Linked DNA regions of Sus scrofa: region 2 is linked to region 1. A link is a contact called in public targeted proximity ligation data. All regions are on one chromosome and are shown on one strand. The core of a region is the stretch at or near the end of the contact, and the rest is flanking DNA. Distances in the headings are between cores, read along the strand shown. Region 1 has its middle 14 kb from the start of NHLH1. Region 2 holds the start of IGSF8 (immunoglobulin superfamily member 8).

Region 1 (7,682 bases), core at 3,828-6,327:
CCCCTCTCCAGCCACAAACCCAAAGGGATAAATTTCTTCTGGACAGCTCCATGGGAAGACTCCGCAACAGCTCTTGTTCAACGTGTCCTTAGGACATCACCACTCTTGTCACGTCCGCTACAGACTTTCTCCTGTGTGGTCCATTTTGGAAGCTAATACCACTGTTCAACCAGGCTCCCAAGCCAGAAACCTGGGAGTTCTCGTCTAGCCTACCACATGAAATACATCTCCAAGTCCTGTTGAATCTACCTTTAAACAGCTCTCCTAAATCTATCCTCTCTTCCCCGTTCATTTCTACTGACATCTCTAGGAGTTCCCTCTGTGGTTCAGTGGGTTAAGGATGTGGCATTGCTGCAGTTGTGGTGTAGGTTGCAACAGCAGCTTGGATTCCATCCCTGGCCCAGAAAATTCCATATGCCCAGGGTGCAGCCAAAAAAGAAGGGGGAAAGAAGGACATTTCTAAAATGTAAACTTGACTGCATTTATCTACCCCACTAGACAACATTTGTTGGTTTCCCATCACTATGTGGCAAAGTACAAGCTCCCCAGCATAACATACACGTTCCCCCCAGTTGGCCACTGCTTATCTCTCCAGCTGATCTTTTTCTTTTTTTGTTATTACAGTTGATTCATCATGTTGTGTCAATTTCCGCTGTGCAACAGTGACCCAGTCATGTATATATATATATATATATATATATATATATATATATACAGAATATATATATATTCTTTTTCTCACATTATCTTCCATCATGTTCCACATAAGTGACTAGATATAGTTCCCTGTGCTATACAACTGGATCTCATTGCTTATCCACTCCAAATGCAATAGTTTGCATCTATTAACCCGAAACTCCCAGTCCATCCCACTACCTCCCCCTCTCCCTTGGCAACCACAAGTCTGTTCTCCATGACCATGAGTTTGTTTTTTTTCCAAAGATATGTTCATTTGTGCCATATATTAGATTCCAGATATGAGATATCAAATTGTATTTGTCTTTCTCTTTCTGACTTACCTCACTTAGTATGAGAGTCTCTAGTTCCATCCATGTTGCTGCAAATGGCATTATTTTGTTCTTTTTTATGTTTTAGTAGTATTCCATTGTGTATATATACCATATCTTCTTAATCCATTCATCTGTCAATAGACATTTAGGTTGTGTCCATGTCTTGGTTATTGCGAACAGTGCCAGTATGAACACAGTGGTGTATGTACGTTTTTCAGTGAAAGTTTTGTCCAGATATATGCCCAGGGGTGGGATTGCTGGGTCATATGGTAGTTCTATATTTAGTTTTCTTAGATACCTCCATACTGTTTTTCACAGTAGTTGTGCAACTTCTCCAGCTGTTCTGCAAGTCTCTCCTGTCCACCAGCAGCATATGGAAGTTCCCAGGCTAGGGGTCTAATTGGAGCTGCAGCTGCTGGCCTACGCCACAGCCACAGCAACATGGAATCAGAGATGAATCTGTGACCTACACCCCAGCTTGCCATAATGCAAGATCCTTAACCCACTAAGACAGGCAAGGGACTGTATCCGAGTCCTCATGGATATGAGTCAGGTATTGGGAACTCCAGCCCTTTGTATTTTAATGCCCTAACAAAATCAAACTGTTCAGAGTGTGCTCCTGCTCAAAACTGCTCTTCATGCCTCCATACCTTTGTATCTACAGCGCCTTCTACCCGGAATATCACTGTCTCAGGTAGGGTTCCCTGGGAAAGAGATTCTTACACGCTGAGGTGTATGCAGGAGGGAGCTTTCAGGAGAGCAATACCTGCTAGGTGTGAAGGAGGTTGGATTAACCAGAGGTCGAAGCTGAAGTGCAATGCGATTGCAGCAGAGGCCCCCAGCAATCTGGTGAGGGATCTCCAGCTGGCACCAGCCCTTCAAGGTTGCCCCTGGAATGGGGCTGTGTAACCCCATACCAACCAGTCCTTGCATGTATACTGCCTAGGGAGGGAGTGCAACTTTAAGCAAGGCAGCTTTCCTCCTTCAAAGGCAATTCCTGCGGAAAGACTCGGCTGTGAGTCAACACTCCTGCACCTGGGGAAGTGAATGCTCTGTCCAGTGAAGGAGGAAATTTGCAAAGGGGGTTTCTGGCAGCACATTGCCGAATTCACTGCAAACACCTTTACAGATCTGGCAAACCCCTATCAGCCATTGAAGCCCAGCTCAGGTGTTACCCGCTTCCTTCCTCACCAACACTGCCTCTGAGTTATTCCTGACTTCTATTCCTTTCATTTTCTTAATTTTTTAAATTAAAGTATAGTTGATTTACAGTGTTGTGTCAATTTCTGCTGTACAGCAGGGTGACCCAGCCATACGTATATAAACATTCTTTTTCTCATATTATCTTCTATCATGTTCTACCACAAGAGATTGGATATAGTTCCCCGTGCTATGCAGTAGGACCTCGCTGCTTATCCATTCTGAATGTAACTGACTTTGTGGTGACTCAGCAGTAACAACACCAACCAGTATCCATGAGGATGCAGGTTCGATCCCAGGGCCCACTCAGTAGGTTAAGGATTTGCATTGCCTTGAGCTGCCATGTATGTCACAGATGCAGCTCTGATCTGGCATTGCTGTGCTGTGGTGTAGGCCAGCAGCTGCAGTTCTGATTTGACCCCTAGCCTGGGAACTTCCATATGCAGCAGGTACAGCCCTAAAAAGTCATAAATAAATAAATAAATAAATAAACAAACAAACAAACAAACAAACATATTTCTTGAACATATATATATATATTTTTTTCTTTTCTCTTCAGAGCTGCACTCAAGGTGTATGGAGCTTCTCAGGCGAGGGGTTGAATTGGAGCTGTAGCTGCTGGCCTACACCACAGCCACAGCAATGCAGGATCCAAGCCACATCTGCGACCTACACCATAGCTCATAGCAATGCCAGATCCTTCACCCACTGAGCAAAGCCAGGAATCGAACTTGCATCCTCAGAACATACTTTTCATGGTCAGTAGTTGATGTGTTTCCGTGTCTGTTTCCCCAGTAGATAGTGAGGAGAGCCTGGGCCGTATTTCAGAACCTAGAACAGTGTCTGGCACCCACTGGGTAGTTAATAAATGTATGGTGCATTGAATAAATAAATGAGATTGACTAGTGAAGGAAACAGCTAGCAGGTTATGAAAAGAGAAGCCTGGAGTTTAAATGCTAGTAAGAGTGGCAAAGAGGCTCTGATCTCAGGGTCCTCCCTCTCTTCTCACTTCACTTGGGAACCAGGCTAGAGGCCCTGCTTGGGAGGCCTAGCAGTCCCAGGTTAGAGCCAAACAAGGCTCTAAGTTTAGAATGATCAAAGTAGGGCAGGAGCCAGCAAAAGACTGTCACTTGTAAATAGCCAGGTGGCTGATGGAACTGGAAGGCAGAGTAAAACCTAGAGGGAAGCAGAGAAGTTAAACGGTTTCAGGCCTCTGTGCCATACCTGACAGTTGCCACTCAGATTCCAATGTGAAAAAGGAAACAAACAAGCACACCAGTGTATGCAGCCACAGCAGCCACAGCAGCAGACAAACATCCCCAGAGACAGAAAACACACACTCACAACAAATGAAATGGACACAGAGGGGGAAAAAAAAAAATCCCAATCTGAACATTAGAGACCATTAACATGTAATTGAAACACCTATGAATTCTGATCTTTATTCCTACAGGGCAATTAACCCTCCTTCACCTTCCAAAAACCTCTGACAATAATAGAAGTTCAGAGTTCCCACTGTGGCTCAGCAGGCTAAGAACCTGACTAGTATCCATGAGGACACAGGTTTGATCCCTGGCCTCACTCAGTGGGTTAAGGATCCAGTCGTCGTGAGCTGTGTTGTAGGTTGCAGACGCAGCTCGGATCAAGCATTGCTGTGGCTGTGGTGTGGGCCACAGCTGCAGCTCCGGTTGTACCCCCAGCCTGGGAACCTCTGTCCGCCACAGGTGCGGCCCTAAAAAGACCAGAAAAAGAAAAGGAAGGAAGGAAAATAAGTTCCGATTGTGGGTCCCACCACTTCTCCTTCACCCTTTGTCACCAGTCTAGTATAGCTTTTCCCTCTCCCTCTCTCTCTCTTTTAATTTTATTGTGGTAGAGTTGATTTACAACCTAGTATGTTCTCTTTCACCCCCGCTTAGCACCTCCCCACAGAGAGGAGGAAGCGTGAGAACGTATCTGCTCGCAGCCAGCAGAGGGCAGTGCTCAACAAGCAATAATCAGACCTGACTTAAACTTGCTACAGGGAGGGAACAGAGGAAGAGGAGGAGCCAGAAAAGTCCTTAGACCCACACAACGTTCTGATCCTATTTCCCGACCCAGGTTTCCCTCCTTTTCTGCTTCTTGGGCACCCAGACTCCTCTCCTCCTCAGCGCGATGTGTCCATCCTCAGTTGAGCAGATTTCAGAGTTTGGCCCTAACTTCCCACAGAAGTCTGGGCCAAGAGATCTCCCCCTCTGGCTTCCCCACAGCCCCTTGTCCCCTCCCACTGTATCTTGTTTTCCTGAATTTGGGGTTGGACTCCTGACTGATGCCCAGGATCCCCCACAAGGGGCTTGATTCCAAGGCCACCTCTCAGAGGATGTATGTATGCATCCTCACTGGTACCAGCACAACTCTCCTCTGCTGGAGCAAGGTCTCACAATCAGGCCCCTTCACTGCCCTGGCCTGGCACATTGTACGGCCCATAGACGGTGCAATAGTACAGGTTAGCCCTTTGCCATACTGCTCCTAGGGTATCATCCGTGAGCACTTACCATGCCAAGCGCTGCCAGGATGATCTCATTTAATCTTCCTAACACCCCTGTAAGGCAGGTCTTGTTATCTCCCCCATTTTGCAGATGAGGAAGTGGAGACCCAGGGAGGCATATGTTTTGCTCGCTATGGCACAAAGGATAAATGTTGAGTATGGAGCTGGGATGCAGGTCATCAGGGCATTGCTGCTTCTGCTGCGTCCACCACTGCCCCCCTTCTCCCCAACTCCAACTCTGCTCTCTTCCTTCTTTTCTCTGGCCAGCCAGCAGTCAGGGACTGTGACCTTCCTGTTAGCTTCTTTCTTCTGTCCCTAATCCTCGCCCAGTCAGATTTCAAGAGCTTCGGAATGGACACAAGAAAACAAGAAAGAGTCAGAAAGATGAAGGAGGGGGGGCTAAGGGGCCTTCCAGAAAGAGGAAGAAGCGAAGCAAAGGCGAGGCAGGCACTACGCTGGGGATGGAGGAGGAAGGAAGGAAGGTGGGTGAAATGAGTGAGAGGAGCCTCATGCCCAGACTGGGAAGGGGCACCAGCAGGGCCTCCATTGTGTGGGCACAAAGGGGCCATATGCCTGGCAGCCTGCCGTGTGTGCGTGTGTGTGTGTGTGTGTGTGTGTGTGTGTGTGTGTGTGTGTGTGTAAGGGAGGAGGGGGAGGAGTGGCTAAAAGTCCCCCCCTCTACTTGCTCAACCGCCTGGGGCCCTGCTGTCTGCTCTGTCACTGGGGGTGGGGTTTGCTGAGAAAAGGGGCAGAGGGGAGCAATTATGACAGACCACACTGGAGGGTCAAGGCATGTTATAAGCAGGGATGGAAGAGGGCAGGGAAAGCTCGATGGGGCATGATGGGAAGGCACTGGAGGAGGATGGGAGGGGTGAGGTGCCAGAGCCCCACCCCCCAGGTGCTCCCAAACTGCCCCTCCCCCACCCAACTGCCCACCTGCAGGGTTTCAGAGGTTGGGGAATGAGGGCCCCCAGATGCATCCTCTTCTAACCTTCCATTCCTCCCTCCTCCCTGAGTGTTAGCCCTGAGCGCTCCCTTTTGCCTCATCCGGGACTTCGGGCTCCCTGACAGTCTCCTCTCCCAGGGCCTGGTCCCCTGCTCCCTTCCCCCTCCTACTCTGTTTCTCCTTCTTCTCCTGTCCTGTGGAGCAGAGCGGCAGCCGAGGCCAATTGATTATCTGAAGAAATTCGGAGCTAGCAGTAGAACAGCTGCAGCTGCCCCCTCTCACCACCCCCAGGCCCTAAGGGATCCCTGAAGGGAGGGGGCCAGTAACCCCTTCTGCTTTCCAGCCGGCAAAGGGCTGAGAGGCAGGCATGGGGCTCAGAGGACTGAAGCTGCTGTGCAGGGAAGACACAAAGCGCTCAGGGTCAGGAATGGCAGACACGGGTTCTAACCTCTGTCCGCCACTGTGGGTGAGTCCCATCACCGTTGTGGACAGCATTTTACCTGCCTTTAGAACAAAGCTGTTGGGGAGTTCCCTGGTGGCCTAGTGGGTTAAGGATCACTGCTGTGGCATGGGTTTGATACCTAGCCTGGAAACTTCGGCACACCACAGGTGTTCTGTGCTCCTTTCCAGTCCTAGCCCCACGGTAGTCCTCAGATTCTCCCTGGTCTCTGTTCAGTCCTCCCTCTTGCCTGGCTCTCAGCAAAGTACATTTCATCTAAATCATATGGGGAAGGGATGGTGGTCCCGTCATACCTCACTGGTAACCGACTAGCATCCATGAGGACACAGGTTCCATACCTGGCATCGTCCAATGGATTAAGGATCCGACATTGCTGTGAGCTGTGATGTAGGTTGCAGATGCGGCTCAGATCTGGCGTTGCTGTAGCTGTGGTGTAGGCCAGCAGCTGCAGCTCTGATTCAACCCGTAGCCTGGGAACTTCCATATGTCCCAGTATGGCCCTAAAATAAAGAAATAAATAGAAATCAAAATAAATAATGAATAAATCATGTGGGGAAGGGAAGCTGTCAACCTCTTCCAGTATGGGAGTTCCTCCCCAAGTCTAACACAAACCCCTCTTGCTGCTAATGTCATTCGTGGCCCATCAGAGATGAAAACAGCACCCTTGAGAGACTGAAGGACATCTCAGCATTTTCCTCCCAGCATGGGTCTTCAGCCTTCTCAGATGACCTTAAGTTTGGAAAGGATCTTCGAGTTTACGTAGCCAGTGTTTCATCTAGGCAGGAATGGCTCCCTGGTAATTCTGCCTATGGTGACCTCTCCAGCCGGTCTACTTGGACTCCCTCTCCTTGAGGCAGGTGCTTCCACTGGTGGACAGCTCCAGATGTTGCAAAGGTTTTTGGAGTTAAAATCTGTTTCTCATCACTTCCACCCTGTTCTGCTTCCTGGGGCCACGCAGAATGTCAGTTTTTCTCTTTTCTTTCAATAGTTGAAAATGGGTATCATACGTCCCTAAGTCTACTCTTTTTTTTTTTTTTTTTTTTTTTTTTTTTGTCTTTTTAGGGCTGCGCCTGCGGCATATGGAAGTTCCTAGGCTAGGAGTCTAATGGGAACTGTAGCTGCCAGCCTACGCCAGAGCCACAGCAATGCCAGATCCAAGCGGCGTCTGCAACCCACACCACAGCTCATGGCAATGCCAGATCCTTAACCCACTGAGCAAGGCCAGAGATCGAACCCTCAACCTCATGGTTCCTACTCAGATTCGTTAACCACTGAGCCATGACGGGAACTCCTCTAAGTCTACTCTTGCAAAGACACATATCCTCAGTTTTTCAACTCTTCCTCCTGTGAAGTCATCTCCACCTTTTTGCCTTCTTGGACCCACAGCTCTGAATACTCTCTAGTTTATCAAAGTTTCTGTTCAAACCGGAAGTTCAGGGAGTTCCCAGTGTGGCTCAGAGGTAACAAACCTGATTAGTATCCATGAGGACACAGGTTCGATCCCTGGCCTCGCTCAGTGGGTCAAGGATCCAGCGTTGCCAT
Region 2 (7,682 bases), core at 3,822-6,321, 290 kb after region 1:
AACTATACTTAACTATATATTGGAATAACCTTTCCATGGCATGCTCCTGGGACGTGCAGACTTTCAGCTTTATACGTCACATCCTGAAGGTCTCATCTATTAGAAAAGACATCTCCAGACAGATTCTCTTCAACTGCATTGGAAAGGCCACTATCAGGTACTGTTAACCAAAGCTCGTGCCACTAAACTCCATGCAATAGGCTCTTGAATCCATGTGTTGCATGCAAAGAAAACACCAAACCCTGAATGGACTTGTACCACAACCTGTAATATAAAAATAAAGATTTTTGGAGTTCCCGCCATGGCTTTGTGGAAACGAATCTGACTAGCATCCATGAGGACACAGGTTCGACCCCTAGCCTCAGCTCAGTGGGGTAAGGATCCAGCATTGCCGTGAGCTGTGGTGTGGGTCGCAGATGTGGCTCGGATCTAGTGTTGCTGTGGATGTGCTGTAGGAAACCTCCATATGCTGCAGGTGCAGCCCTCAAAAAAAAAAAAAAAAAAAAAAAAAAAAAAAAAAAGTAAAGATTTCCAAGAATTGAAGATTATAATAGCTGAAGGAAACAGCTCTCCCAAGATGACTGGACCAGGCCTGTATATCATTTCCCCATTTCTTTTTGCCTTCTCTTCTCCCTCTCTTACTTGGAAAGACAATGCTCTTATCCATCTTTCCTAATCCATTGCCAAAGGGGGAAACCTTTCTGATTGTTGGATTTGTTGTCAGAAACCCCAATATGTCCCTGACAGTGGTGACCCTCCAGTATTAAGTCTGCTTGCTATGATAAAATCATCCCTCTCTTTGCAGCCTTTTGGGACAAAATCCACAGAACAGAATTGCTTCTCCCCAAATACTCCCTGAACACCACTAACTCTTGGCTCAAAAAGACCAGTTGATAAATTCCAGTTAATGGCACTATTAATAATAGTCCAATATGTACCGCCTGGCTTTAGCCTTGTTTGTGGCAAATGAAACTCTCAGTGGGCCTATGAATGTTTGGGCAGCTGGTGAATGGAAGACCAATGTTTACTGGGATATTTAACCATCCCTGTTAACATCTATAATAAATCAGAAGCTTCCCACTGATCTTTCTCGTTAAACATTCATAAGCATCCTAAATGGGAACTACCTGGATCCATACATGACTCTGGGCTTGCCTCCATAGCAAGAGCCTATTCCCATTGGGACATAGTGCTAATGAGCATAAATCCCCTCCTAACATTAGAAGAGCTGGCTGATTCTGCAGTCCAACAATGATCATTTGACTCCTTGGCTAAAGTAGCTGTCAGCAATCAATAGCCTTGATTGTGAACAAGGTGGCATTAGCAAATACCAGCTGTTGCACATGGGTAAATGCCTCCAGAGAAGTAGAAACTCAATTATACAAGATCAGGGAACAAGTGCATTTGCTGTTTGTTCAGTTGACTATCCTAGGGTCATGATTTAAAACCATCCTACAAACTGGATTTGTCATGTTAGCTTTCTTCTTCTTCTTCTTCTTCTTCTTTTTTTTTTTTTTTTTTTAATTTTAGGGCTGCACTCATATCACATGGAAGTTCCCAGGCTAGGGATCAAATCAGAGATGTAGCCACTGGCCTACACCACAGCCACAGCAACGTGGGATCCGAGCCACATCTGTGAACTAGACCACAGCTCACGGCAACACCAGCTCCTTAACCCACTGAGGGAGGCCAGGGATCAAACCTGCGTCCTTACATATGCTGTCAGATTCATTTCCACTGAGCCACAGCAGGAATTCCTGTCATGATACTTTTAATTCTGCTTTCCTAATTAAAAAATTTTGCACCCATTGCCTGTCCAGCCTCTGAAGAAATGGTGAAACAAACAGAATGTTGACTTGACATTTTGAAAGGATCTTAAGAGGGAAAAGGCCTGAGAGTTCCTTTTTTCTACTTCCCTTATTACTCAGATATGTCCTCTGATGGTTTTGTCAGGCACTATCCCTCTGATGTGGGATATGACATCCAGGAGAGGTTCACCAAGGGACAAAAGATAATTCTGCTGAAACTGGGTAATCTGACTCTTTTTTTTTTTTTTTTGTCTTTTTTTTGCCTTTTCTTGGGCCGCTCCCACGGCATATGGAGGTTCCCAGGGGATCCGAGCCACGTCTGCAACCTACAACACAGCTCACCTCGCCGGATCCTTAACACACTGAGCAAGGCCAGGGATCGAACCTGCAACCTCATGGTTTCTAGTCGGATTCGTTAACCGCTGAGCCAAGATGGGAACTCCCTGAAATTGGGTAACCTGATTCTTGATCAGTGACACTTTCAAGGAAAGGTTATGATTAAAAGAGGGAAATGTGAAAATGAACAAAAGGAAAACTATGTCAAAACGGAGTCAGGAACCCATGAAGGGAGGACTCTCATGCATATGTCACTCACCACAGCTTACAGATCCCAGCAGGAAGAAAGAAAAGTTCCTTCTGAGCAACAAGTTGCTCATCCCTTGAAGTCAACGAAAAAGAAAACTGCCACAGCCCTCCCCAGGTTCCTCCTAATCCAACAAAAGCTGACCTTCCCTTGGTCTTTTCTCTCTTGCCTATGGTTCACTACAGTCTGTTCCTCTCAAATTGCAATTTATCTGCTGTTCCTGAACAAACTCATTTTGGCTAGCTTAAGAGCTTGTTATTTTATTTTATTTATTTATTTTATTTTTTGTCTTTTTGCCATTTCTAGGGCCACTCCCGCGGCATATGGAGGTTCCCAGGCTAGGGGTCCAATCAGAGCTGCAGCCACGGGATTCACAGCAACGCGGGATCCGAGCCACATCTGCAACCTACACCACAGCTCACATCAACGCCAGATCCTTAACCCACTGAGCAGGGCCAGCGATCGAACCCACAATCTCATGGTTCCTAGTTGGATTCGTTAACCACTGAGCCACGATGGGAACTCCAAGAGCTTGTTATTTTATTTTTAAGATCAGCATGTCCCATAAGTGGCATCTATGATGATGATGAAGATGGGCAACATCTCTCATCTCTCAAGCATCACGAAGGCATTATGTCCACTCCACCCCTAAATAAAGGGAGAGTGACTTTCCTCCAAACGCTTCCCTACACTTTTCGGCTTTCACACAGCTCAATCTGGCCTGTGGATGAGCTTAAAAGAAATGAATCTGGAGAAATCAGGCTGCAGGTATGCCAAAATAGGGGGAAAAAGAGACCCTGGAGTCCTGTTCCTAGGCCATTCCTAGAAGTATTGAGAGGGGAGGGGGGACCTCTGATTCCCTCAAGGGTTGACAGCATTTTGATTCAGAATTTCTCTGGTCTCTCCAGGATTCTTTTTTTTTTTTTTTGTTTTTTTGCCTTTTCTAGGGCTGCATCAGCGGCATATGGAGGTTCCCAGGCTAGGGGTCTAACTGGAGCTGTAGCTGCCAAGCCCACGCCAGAGCCACAGCAACGCGGGATCGGAGCCACGTCTGCAACCTACACCACAGCTTATGGCAATGCCGGATCCTTAACCCACTGAGCAGGGCCAGGGATCGAACCCACAACCTCATGGTTCATAGTCGGATTTGTTAACCACCAAGCCATAATGGGAACTCCTCTCCAGGATTCTTGAATATGGCTTCAACTGAGCACCTCATCTCATCGGGCACTGTGCCAGGATCAGGGAAGAGAAAGTCAAGGAAGATCTGGTCTGCCTTGGGCCACTTCCTCTCTCGGGGCCTGTTTCCTCTTCTGTAAATCGGAGTGAGTGAAAGGGTTGGGGGATGAGTGGGGACAGATGGAAGTTTGAGGATGAAAGCTCTGGGGTTAGTCCCTGTGGATGGCCACTTGGACATCCTGGCTGTCCCTTTCCCCTTTCTGACCCCACCCTTCCAGATCCTCCCCACATCCCTTTTTTTTTTAGCTTTTTAGGGTTGCACCCACAGCATATGGAGGTTCCCAGGCTAGGGGTCCAATCCGAGCTACAGCTGCTGGCCTATACCACAGCCACAGCAACATCAGATCCAAGCCGCATCTTCGACCTACACCACAGCTCATGGCAATGCCAGATCCTCAACCCACTGAGAGAGGCCAGGGATCGAACCCACAGCCTCATGGCTCCTAGTCGGATTCGTTTCCACTGCACCACAACAGGAACTCCCCCACTTTTTTATAGTTGAGGAAGAGACAGAGTTCCCAGGAAAGAAGTCTTTTCCAACCTCCCACCTCTGGGGCAGGCCCCACTCCTCCCAGTGCAGAGTGCTGTCCATTTCTCTTCACTGGACCTAGGGGCTCCTTCGCTTAAACCCCAAGCTCACCCTCTCTTTCGGTCTGAACTAAACCTCACAGCAACAGTTTAAATAATTCAACCCCCCCCATCTCCTATTTAGTGTTATCCTGTGCCAAGCACCTTGGTACATTATCTCAATTAACGTCACAAAAATCCTTTGGGGTGGACGTCATCCACTTCAATTTGCCAACATGAAAACAGGCTGGAGGAGGTTGAGCAACTTGACTAGGATCGCCAACCAGGAAGTGACGGAACCCAGCCGGCCAACCCTTCTAACTCACTTCCTCTGGTTCTGCCCCGAGGGGGTGGCAAACAGGTCTCCAGTGACCTTGCGAAGCCATGGAGCGTCCTTGAGCCCAGATCCTCCTAGTTCCATAACTCCAAGGTCCCGCCCTTCCCCATTTCGGCAGGGTTGGCCGCGAGGCGTAGAGGCTCCGGGAAAAGAGCTTGATTCTAAGTGTGCAGCCGCAGTCACCTCATTGACCCCAGGGGCCCCTGCACCCAAATCCTCAGGGAAAAGCCGAAAAGTGCAGGGTACGAGTACAACCTGCCAAGCTGACGTGGATGTGGCTAAACCCAGGTGCAGCCGGCTTCCGTGGGCTGGGGTCGGGGCGGAGCCAGGACCCAGGGGGGCGGGCCTGGATCGGGGTCAGGGAGGAGCTGGATAGCGGGGCGGAGCCTGAACGGGGGCGGGCGGAGTCCGGGCGGAGGTCCAGGACTAGGGTCCAGACACACCCAGGGATCTGAGCGGGGCCAGGGTCTGGAGGGGTCGGGGCGGGATTGGGGACCCGGGCGGGGCTAGGCGGGGGCGGGAGCCGAGGTCGGGGCGGAGCCTGGGTAAGGCCGGGCGGGAATGGTCTTTCCAGTTGCAGAGGCTGGAGGCACAGCAGTAGGAGGAGGAAGGGCAGGGGGAGGAGGGAAAAAGGAGGGGCCTAGGCTGCTCCCGCTCCGCTCCGCTCAGCTCCGCGCACCCACGCCTCGCTGCTCCGCTTGGTGCCCCTCACCCGGGCATGCGCCCCCTGAGCCCCCGGCCACCCAGAACCCGAGCCGCCCCCCAGAGCCTCCCCAGAGCTCGTTGCGCAGGATGGGCGCCCTCGGTCCCAAGCCGCCGCCGCCGCCGCTGCTGCTGCTAATGCTGGGTAAGCCCGGCTCCCAGCCCCGCCCGGCAGGTGCCTGCTACCTGGTGTCCAATCCTGCCCGACTCCCCAGCACTTCGGAGCCCCTCGCACCCGCCTCTCCATCAGCCTCGCCGGGCCTGGCGCTTAGCTGCCCTGTGAGGCCGCCGGCCGAGCCAGTCTTGGGGCGGGCGGCGAGTGGGGTGGCAGGCGGGGATTGAAGGCTCCCCCAGTTCTAGGCCCTGGGCTGGGGCACAGTGAGAACCCAAAGAGGTGCCACCCCCAGGGACCTCCTGGCCTCAGAGGAGCAGGTCCCACTTCTTAGCTGGCATGCTCAGGTCTTGGGGTCGCTGCGCCCAAATGCTGCGACTCCACCGCCTCACACTCAGCTCCAGGCCCAGCCTGAAGCTCGCCTGCGTAGGCAGTGCCTGCCCATCTCCGTAATTGCCTGAGTTGGCTGGAGGCCCAGGGGCGGGTTCTGCCCACGCTCTTTGAAGGAAGTCTCCCCTAATTGCATCCCCCACCTCAACTTCATCAAAAGTTGAGGGCAGTTCCATCTCTATCCTGGACCAGGTCTCCCTTTGCCCCTCTTTTCCTCTCCTAGATGTCCCTTGGGTCTGTAGCCTCCCACTGGTTGTCACACCCTCTTAGTCCCAGCTTCTCTGCCTCTGGAGAAAACAGGCTCTGTGGAGACTGATGCTGAGATCTCCAAGCGCCCTTGTGGCTGTTGTGCGTGTTCTCGGTGGGGTGTCCTGGGCCATTGCTGCACAGATGCATGCAGGCAGTGCCGGTGGAAATGTTTTGGGCCTGAACTGGAGGAGGCTCCCTGTAGGGGCAGTCTGGGGAGGAGTACCGTGAGACTGCTTGTACAGATGTTCAGGAAACTGAGACCCTTGAAATAAGAGCACGGGGTTGGGGGGGTGGCTTTGGTGCCAGGATTCGGAGCTGCCATAGTTACCGCAGAGGCTGACGTAGCCCCAGCCACTTGTTTCTAGATCAGAGCTCTATCACAGTGCCGAGCAGCCTCCCTGTACGACATAGGTCCCTGGGTCCTATGGGACTAGAATGAGTCGTCTCCTTGGGGGAGGCAGGAGGAGGTACAGAGGAAGGAGCTGCACAGCCTGGTTGCCTAGCACTCAGCCCGTTTTCCCCAGTGGGCAGCGTGGAGCAGAGAGGAGCCCAGGGGAAGTGTGATGCGGAGACAGAAGAGCCTGCTGAATACCCACTGCACACAGGGGCGCTTACTTTCATTTTGAAGATGAGGAAAATGAAGTAACTTTCCCCAGACAACCCATGTGATGAATGTTGAGGCTCAGATTTGACCCCCATCCATCTGACTCCAAAGCAAGACCCTGTTCTTCTTTCCCTCTTCTGCTGACACAGAGGGGCCCCAGCTGGGGAGAGAGCTGCCTGGCAGCTGGTGTCCTAAGGCTGTGGGGGTGACTTTCCCATGGGGATCTCCAAGCATCAGCAGTCGTGGAGCCAGGGAGATGGGAGGGGCCCTCCTGAGCGGTGTCTGCCCCAGGCCAGGGAAGGTGTCAGCTGGCTGTGTCCGCCATCACTCTGGTTATGAAACACCCTCAGGCAGAGCCTTCCTGAGTCACACAGGCTCACTCACCCTCTGAATGGAAGCTCAGAGCTCTCCTCCAGTGTAGAAACTGAGGCTTGGGATTGGGAGGGGCTGGTCCAAACCAGATCGCTGGGGCTGGGGCTGGGGCTGGAATCCGACCTCCAGATTTGCAGCCTGAGCTCTAACCAAGCAAACACAAGTTTCCTGTACAGATGTTCAGACCCCAAGTTCTCCCCGTGACGTGACTCAGCCGCAGGAAGAAAGGGGTGGTTAAGAGCGGGCTCAGGTGGGAAAGTTAAGGGGGATGTTTCTGGGGCAGCTGGAGGGCCCGAATTTGACTAGCCTTGCTGTTTTCCGCCAGCCCCTGTGGGTAAGCCCCTGGGAGTGCCACTCTAGTTGGTGAGGTCAGTGTCCTCAGTTCCCTCCCCTACCCATCCCCGGAGTTCCCCATCACCTCCCTGGCTTGTCCCTCTGCAGGGGCATGTGGAAGCCAGCCAAGGATAGTAGGAACTTGGCCAAGACTGTATACTTCTCATGCCTTACCTTTCTCATGCAGAAGATGAAGGCAGAGGGCTGACCCAGCCCCCCTCACATTCTGGGCTTCTGTGATCTGGGGCTGTGAGAGGAAGGAAGGAGAGAAGGAAGAAGCTGAGCCCTCCAAGGCCACCAGGAGTATCTGAGGGGGCAGGGTAGGGCCTGGGGGTGGGGCAAAGAAGAGAATTTTGGCCTCTGAGGAGAGAAAGACTGAAAGAGGC

What was found.
Region 2: a targeted proximity ligation map of skeletal muscle shows a contact between it and region 1, with 3 times the contacts expected there. A contact is called at or near these places in 2 of 5 promoter capture datasets (fetal liver and liver), 12 of 47 Hi-C or Micro-C datasets (alveolar macrophages, embryonic fibroblasts, heart right ventricle and 7 more) and 2 of 2 datasets of targeted methods (alveolar macrophages and skeletal muscle).

What each region holds. Positions count from the first base shown.
Region 1 is chr4:90,098,579-90,106,260 of Sscrofa11.1, forward strand. No RefSeq gene overlaps it. Among named protein-coding and RNA genes, the nearest start is that of NHLH1, 14 kb to the right of the region's middle.
Region 2 is chr4:90,388,543-90,396,224 of Sscrofa11.1, forward strand. IGSF8 (immunoglobulin superfamily member 8) reads left to right here and starts at 5,072. Exons shown (of 7, transcript XM_003481424.4): 1 at 5,072-5,381. The coding sequence starts at 5,096.